Regions from separate parts of the Mus musculus genome. Here region 1 is linked to region 2. Evidence: chromatin contacts called from public Hi-C data. All regions are on one chromosome and are shown on one strand. The core of a region is the stretch at or near the end of the contact, and the rest is flanking DNA. Distances in the headings are between cores, read along the strand shown.

Region 1 (3,297 bases), core at 139-2,638, 710 kb after region 2:
TTCTGTGGGCACACACACACACATACATAATGAAAAATTAATATTTTAATTTAAAAAAAAATCTTACCTAAAAAAAATTGTTCTGGTTGACATTCGCCCAGGCCTCCCAGATCATGCCAGGCTGTAGTGCCCACGCTTCCGTGGCACTGTGCTGCAGGAAACAGTGCCCACCTCTCACCACAGAGAAACAACTGCGTTTTGTTGGGATGCCTGGATGTTTTAAAAATAAATTCAGTAAATTCAGAAACGAAAAAGACAGTAAATGGAACTTTATTAAATTCTTAAGAGATGCCACTAGGCTGGAGAGATGGCTAGACAGTTAAAAGCCACCCTGCTCTGTGCTGCAGGCACAGATCCCAGCACCCACTTTGGGTTGTTCACAAACACCAGCAACTCTAGTTTCACAGGATCCAATGCCATCTTCTGACTTCCACAGGCATCCTTAAACAAACGTGTGCATACACTCAGACAAACACGCACTCACAAATAAATAAAGAACCAACGAAATAAAAATAAAAGGACTCCGGCGTGGTGGTGCACGCCTTTAATCCCAGCACTCGGGAGGCAGAGGCAGGCAGATTTCTGAGTTCGAGGCCAGCCTGGTCTACAAAGTGAGTTCCAGGACAGCCAGGGCTATACAGAGAAACCCTGTCTCGAAAAACCAAAAAAGAAAAAAAAAAGAAAGAAAGAAAAGAAAAAGAAAAAGAAGGATGTACAAAACAGAGGATATTTGCAAAGTGCACACGTTACAAGAAACTTGTCCCAAAATATACCCAGGACACTTAAATGTGCAATGTTTACTAATGGTAACTAATAGTTAATTAGTAGGGCTGGGCTTGGTGGCGCACACCTTTAACCCCAGCACTTGGGAAACAGAGGCAGGAAGATCTGAACTGTGGTATCCCAGAGTGGGGGGCAGCTCGGGAACTGGGAGTGCTTTCCCTCCACACTTCACAGGGTGCCATCCTCCTGCCTGAGTCGCCTGAGAGGATAGACCAGGCAGCTGAGCTCTACAGGAGCCCCTGGTTGCCGCTCTCTTCCTGGTGGTCACATCCCTCCGCCCTGTTGTCTGGCTCACCTCTCACACTCCACTATTCGGTCCTGGACCTAAGCAATGTGGCACCCTGAACATTCCCTGGCAGCTAAAGAAAGCTAAACTGGGAGTCCATCACGTGAGAGGGCCGTTTGACAGCCAGTGGCTTATTCCCACAGGTCCACTACTGCTTCTAAACTGCCCTTAACCTGCTGTGAAGGTAGCACCTGTGGGAAGAAACCCCTCTTTCCATATTCCAGGCTTTCCCCAGCTTCCTCCTGGTTCCTCTAGAAACCCCAAAACTATGGCAGCCATTCACTCAAGAAGCGTGTGCAGAGTCTGCCACCTTGTGGTCATCTCTGGTCCTGCAGTACCCCACATCAGCCCCAGCAAAGAGGAGCTCCAGTCTCCCGTTCCCCCTCTAGGGTGCCACAGAGACACTTTAGACAGCTAGGGGATGAGCACGGAGGTGTGAGGGGCGGGGGGGCTGGGAGCCACACACTCTGGCTTTCCTTCCTGTCTATCCGATTCACAGTCCTGAGCCTGTGGAGACAGCCCCAGGGTAAAGAGGCCTCATCATCATGTCAGGTGGGAGAGCAGACGGTTGGCATTAGGCAACTAGCCAAACTCATATGTGGGAAAGCAAGCTGTGGGCCTGATCGAGGGCTTGGAGAGATGACAGTGGACTTACTAAGCTATCTCTCACGTGTCTGTCACCCTGGCCCACCTCCCTACCTGAGTGTCGCCCAGCTATAAAATGAAGGTTCTGACATGTCAAGCCCCTTTCACCTCTGACAACACTCTTCAGTGGAGCATCCCAACGTAAGATCAGAGGCTCTCCAAGTCCATATGGCAGAGCATATTGCAGGATAGCCTAGAGAGACCGGGAGCAAACGGCAACCTTCCTGTGCTCCTCCACAAGAGGGATGTGGAGATCCTGCAGCCAGGAGTCGTGGGCAAGGAGCACACTGCAGGCAGCAAGGTACTGGATGTGGATCGTGCATCCACAAGCATGCAGTGGTCATCAGAGACCATGCAGGGGACCCGTACAGTCAAGGGATAAGGTGCCTTCGGTACCAGCAGCCAGGAGCCAGTCAGTGGGTCAGGACGGCTGGGAGCACAATGGAGGCCTCCCAGGTGTGATAGCATAGGGCTCCGCTTTGTAATCCCTCTCCACCTCGGCTCACATCTCTTAAGATGAGGATGATAGCGCCCTCCTCTGACCACAGAAAGGCCTCATGTCTCAGTTTTCCCTTGCTGTGACAAAACAGCTTGACCGAAGAAAGGTTTATCCTGTCCCATGTTTTCAGAGGTTTCACAGACTGAGGTCAGCTGGAGCCAATTGCTCTGAACTGAGGAGAGACAATGTGGGCTTGCCTCAAGGAAGGATTGGGAAGCAGAGACAGACAGACAGACAGACAGACACTAGAAGCCAAAGCCATGCCCTTCCCGCCTCTGCTGGTAACCTACTTCCTCCATCTTGGACCCACTTCCTGATCTCTACCGTCTGTCTATTAATAATGCCATCAAATGGGGAATCCATCAGAGAATGAGGGCAGATCCCTCAGGATCCAGTCTCTTCCCCAAAGCTGACAGCCATGAACATCTCTGAGGGGGATGGACACTTCCTGTCCAGGTCGCAGCAGGGACTAAATTGAAACAAGATTGAAACCTGGAAAAAAGTTAGGGACACAACAGAGGAAAGAAGTCCTCACCCCAGAATCCGTTGGATGTGGCTTACCAGCAGAACGGCAAGGACTCCAGAACAGTTAGCCACCACTTACAGCCTCTCTCCTCCCAGATAAGTCTCCCGATGCCTAGGACTCTCACAGAAACAGGGAAAGGACATGTCCTAAACCCCTTGTGCAGCCCTAGTGGCTCTGCTATCACCTTATCCGACTATCACTTCACCCATCCCATAATCCCCATTTCTCAGAGGAGAAAGGAAGGGAAAGGCTCCGGTGATTTCCAAGCAATCTTTTGAGATATAACTGCAGAGCCGCAGAAAGGTTTAAATGGCTAATGCTAAGCCAGTCGGCTGTGCTCCTCTCTTGAGGACAGGGTACCCACATGTGACACCGCTCACGTTCTGAGGCTCCTCCCTGCGCAGCCCACACCTCTGTTCCTGGGTACACACTTATTCTCCAGTCACGTGCCTTTTTTTAATGCATCTATGAACCCACATCTCTGCCTCATAAACTGACTAGTCCTGAAATTCTTTCCTGAGCCGATACCCGGGAAGGTCTAACGGAGTGCCTTAGACT
Region 2 (3,174 bases), core at 269-2,768:
TCCAGGGGCATCCCAGGAACAAACCTTCCAGTGTCTGGGTTGGGGGAAGGGGAAGAGGAAGGGAAATGGGACAACATATCAGCTGTAAACGAGCTTCTCTGTGGATGCAAGGGAGCTGAAGCCATGTCCTCCGAGGGTAGGCCCAGCTCCTTGGGCTGTGCCCTGTAGTGGGAGCCTTCTTGGGCTGGAGGAGGGAGGCAGAATTCCCAGAACGCAGGGTTATTAGTGGAGTCCTACAGAGGAGTCTGATTGTTTACACTGTGTAAGAGGCAAAGATCCAGAGATTGACGTTCAGTCCAGGCAGGTGCATGAGGACCTGAAACTCAGAAAGCGTTCCCACAAAACCTCACTTTAACATCCCTGTACCTCGATGCTGCCTCCTCACGTCTCTCTCCTCAGAATGGCAGGAAGTCCCCGTGTGCCTCCATTTCCCTCCCAACTCAGTAGACAGGAAGCATGTGTCTCTCATTTTTCCTTGCACCTATTGGCCAAGACCCCACCATGGCATTGGCCCCTGAACTCTAGACTTTCCCTTTCCCTCTGGTGGTCAGGTATGGGGAATGAGCCATGGAACTCTCGAGAAGGCTGGCATTGGATGGGTTAGCTCCCTAACCCTCCATGACATTTCCAGTCCTTCCTCTGTGCTAGAACTTTCTCTCACATGAGATGCTTCCTGGGGGACCAAGACATAGACACCGGATTCTAAAGCCTGGCTCTTTGCACGTGAGTGTTTGATTAGCCCTCAGACCACAAACGTCATCCAGTCTTACCTTTATTTAAAATCCTGTGGAGGGGCTGGAGAGGTCAGAGCATGTACTGTTATGTAAAAAAAACTAAGTTCAGTTCCCAGCACCCATATTGGGCAGCTCTTAGTGGATCCTGTATCCCTAACCCCCTCCTCTCATCTCTCTCTCTCTCTCTCTCTCTCTCTCTCTCTCTCTCTCTCTCTCTCTCTCTCACACACACACACACACACACACACACACACAGGCAGACTGTGGGGCATTGGGCTATACAATGCCCCACAGCAGATCTGGCAACTCTCTCCTGCCTCCTCTGGCCCATGATGCTGTTCGACTCCCCTTTGCACCACTTCCACGACTACACGTTCTTTAGTTGTCTAGAGCCTGGTCCTTGATGAGACTACAGAAGGTCCAGACCTCCAGGGAAGCCTTGTTCAACCACAGTTTACTCCCTACAGTATAACTTAATGTTTTCTTGCTGCAGTGCAAACCCATGTCCTCTGGCTCTATCTCTGTATCACACTAGAGAACTGTGAGTATCCTCTTGTCTCCTTCCACCCACTCAACTCCCACATCCCTTGGGCTTTTCCTATACCTTCTAAATTTTTTTTTTTCAAAAAACCTTTCATCATTTTTCTTATTGGCTCTGGCTCCCCTCCAGAACCTCCAAATCCTTCTTAAATGTGACAGCTAAAATTAGCTTCCTGGAGAAGGCCAAGTGCTTGTGGGATGCTGGAACCCCGCCTTGCATGCCTGGTTTTTCTCCTTTCTGGGTCCCATCCCAGCATAGAACAGCCTGGTCCTTCTCTTATTATTCTGAGTACCCGTGGGTCTTCTCCTCTCCTCCTCCTGGATGTGAGAGGCCTGGGTTTAACGTCTAGAAGTTTTGCCTTATGTTCTGAACAAATGGTTTTTCCTTAGGATGCCCCGGGATAACTCAACTGAGATGCTCCGAACTGGTCTCATCCACTGGGACAACAGCTTCGTGCTTCCCTTTCTCCAGCCCCCCCCACCCCCGCCCCCGACCAGCTGGACTGCCACCATTAAGGCATCCCTGGGTGTCCATAAAGGTCACAGTCCCACGCCGAAAAGTGGACACCAGGTGAAGGCTGCCAAGGGACCTGTGGGAGAGCAAGGGTCTGATGGCTCCTGGGAGAAATATTTGTAGCCCATAGCAACTGTATGCGAGTGCTGCAGGTTGGCTGTGTTGTGCTTAAACAACATCTGGGGACGGGGTCAGTTAATAGTGTGTGTGTGCCTTGCATGCATGTTTCCATGATCTCTTCCATTCCCCGCTCTGCATAAACCAGATATGGTGGTGCATGCCTATAATCAATCCCAACACTCTGGAGGTAGAGACAGAGGGTCACAAGTTCAAGGTCAACTTCAGTCTCCTAGCCTAGGTAATTAATTTGCGGCCAGCTTGGGCTATACAGAGACCATCTTTTTTTTTTTTTAATAAAAAAAAAATACATGGTTTCATTTAGAACCAAGTAGAAATGACAGTTTCATCCCAGCTGTCCCTTGTGCCCTCCCCATGGCCCATCAGGATAAGCTTTCCCAGCTGTCCTCAGGTTTGTTCTGAGGCAGGTGACCAACAGATAGAGCTGAGACCTCAAAAGAGGGTCCATCGGAGCCTCCTACAGCCCGAGCCCTTGCACATCACCCACTCCCAGCCATAAGACAGGGAAACTCATGGGAGAGGCTTTGGTGCAGAGAGCCTCTGCAGTACTCCACAAATCACCCAAGAAGGAAACACTTCTCAGCTAGCGTGACAGGAGCCCTCTGCCATCCGTCCAAGCCAGGCTACTGGCTCCTGAGCCGGGTGCCCTCAGCCACATAAGCAGACAAGGCATTCTCTGTATGCAGAAGAAGAGCTCCAGTGAGGGAGAATAAATAAAGTCAGAAACCATAAATAAACCTGCTGGTCTCACACTGGGTGAACAAGCGGCCCCTGGGGAGCTGGGCTCTACTTCTAAGGAGGTGATTAAATTCCACACCAGCCACGTCCCCTGCAGAGGCAAGGCCCAGCCAGACACTGGGGCTTCAGGACTGAGTCTGCTTGCAGAGGAAGGATCACAAGTGTTGATCTGATCCTTAAAGCACCCATGGGCCAGGGCCCAACCCTGGCTGAACATGAGGACCATGTTCGGTGGTATTTTAAATAACAGACCAGCAAGCCAGCATACAGGACACTGACTTAGAAGGCTGGGCAAGATGCCCTTCCTGGAGTAGTCCAGAGCCCAGGTCTCAGTTTACTAGCTATGTGCTTAGCTGTTTAGGAGCAAAGGAAAGTGTGTGTGTGTGTCTTTGAATACTATCGTGAATATGTGGAGGTCAGGGGACAATTTGAAGGAGTCTGTTTTCTCCTTTCATCATGTAGGCCCCAGGTATTGAATTCAGGCTGCCTGCCTTGGCAGCATTAACCACT

What was found. A called contact is a pair of places that touch in the nucleus more often than the background predicts.
Region 1: a Hi-C map of cerebral cortex shows a contact between it and region 2, with 8 times the contacts expected there. The contact joins two enhancer-like sites. A contact is called at or near these places in 1 of 39 promoter capture datasets (cranial neural crest), 8 of 484 Hi-C or Micro-C datasets (cerebellar granule neurons, cerebral cortex, cortical neurons and 3 more) and 1 of 115 datasets of contacts at active chromatin or transcription factors (forebrain).

What each region holds. Positions count from the first base shown.
Region 1 is chr17:49,897,618-49,900,914 of GRCm38.p6, forward strand. All of the region lies in intron 19 of Kif6 (kinesin family member 6), which reads left to right. Among named protein-coding and RNA genes, the nearest start is that of Gm16555, 77 kb to the left of the region's middle. Within about 2 kb of position 1,389, at least 13 of the 459 cell types and tissues checked have an H3K27ac peak or open chromatin away from gene starts, as enhancers often do. A contact at or near this core is called in cerebral cortex, where this site is marked.
Region 2 is chr17:49,182,698-49,185,871 of GRCm38.p6, forward strand. No RefSeq gene overlaps it. Among named protein-coding and RNA genes, the nearest start is that of Gm30475, 12 kb to the left of the region's middle. Within about 2 kb of position 1,519, at least 4 of the 459 cell types and tissues checked have an H3K27ac peak or open chromatin away from gene starts, as enhancers often do. A contact at or near this core is called in cerebral cortex, where this site is marked.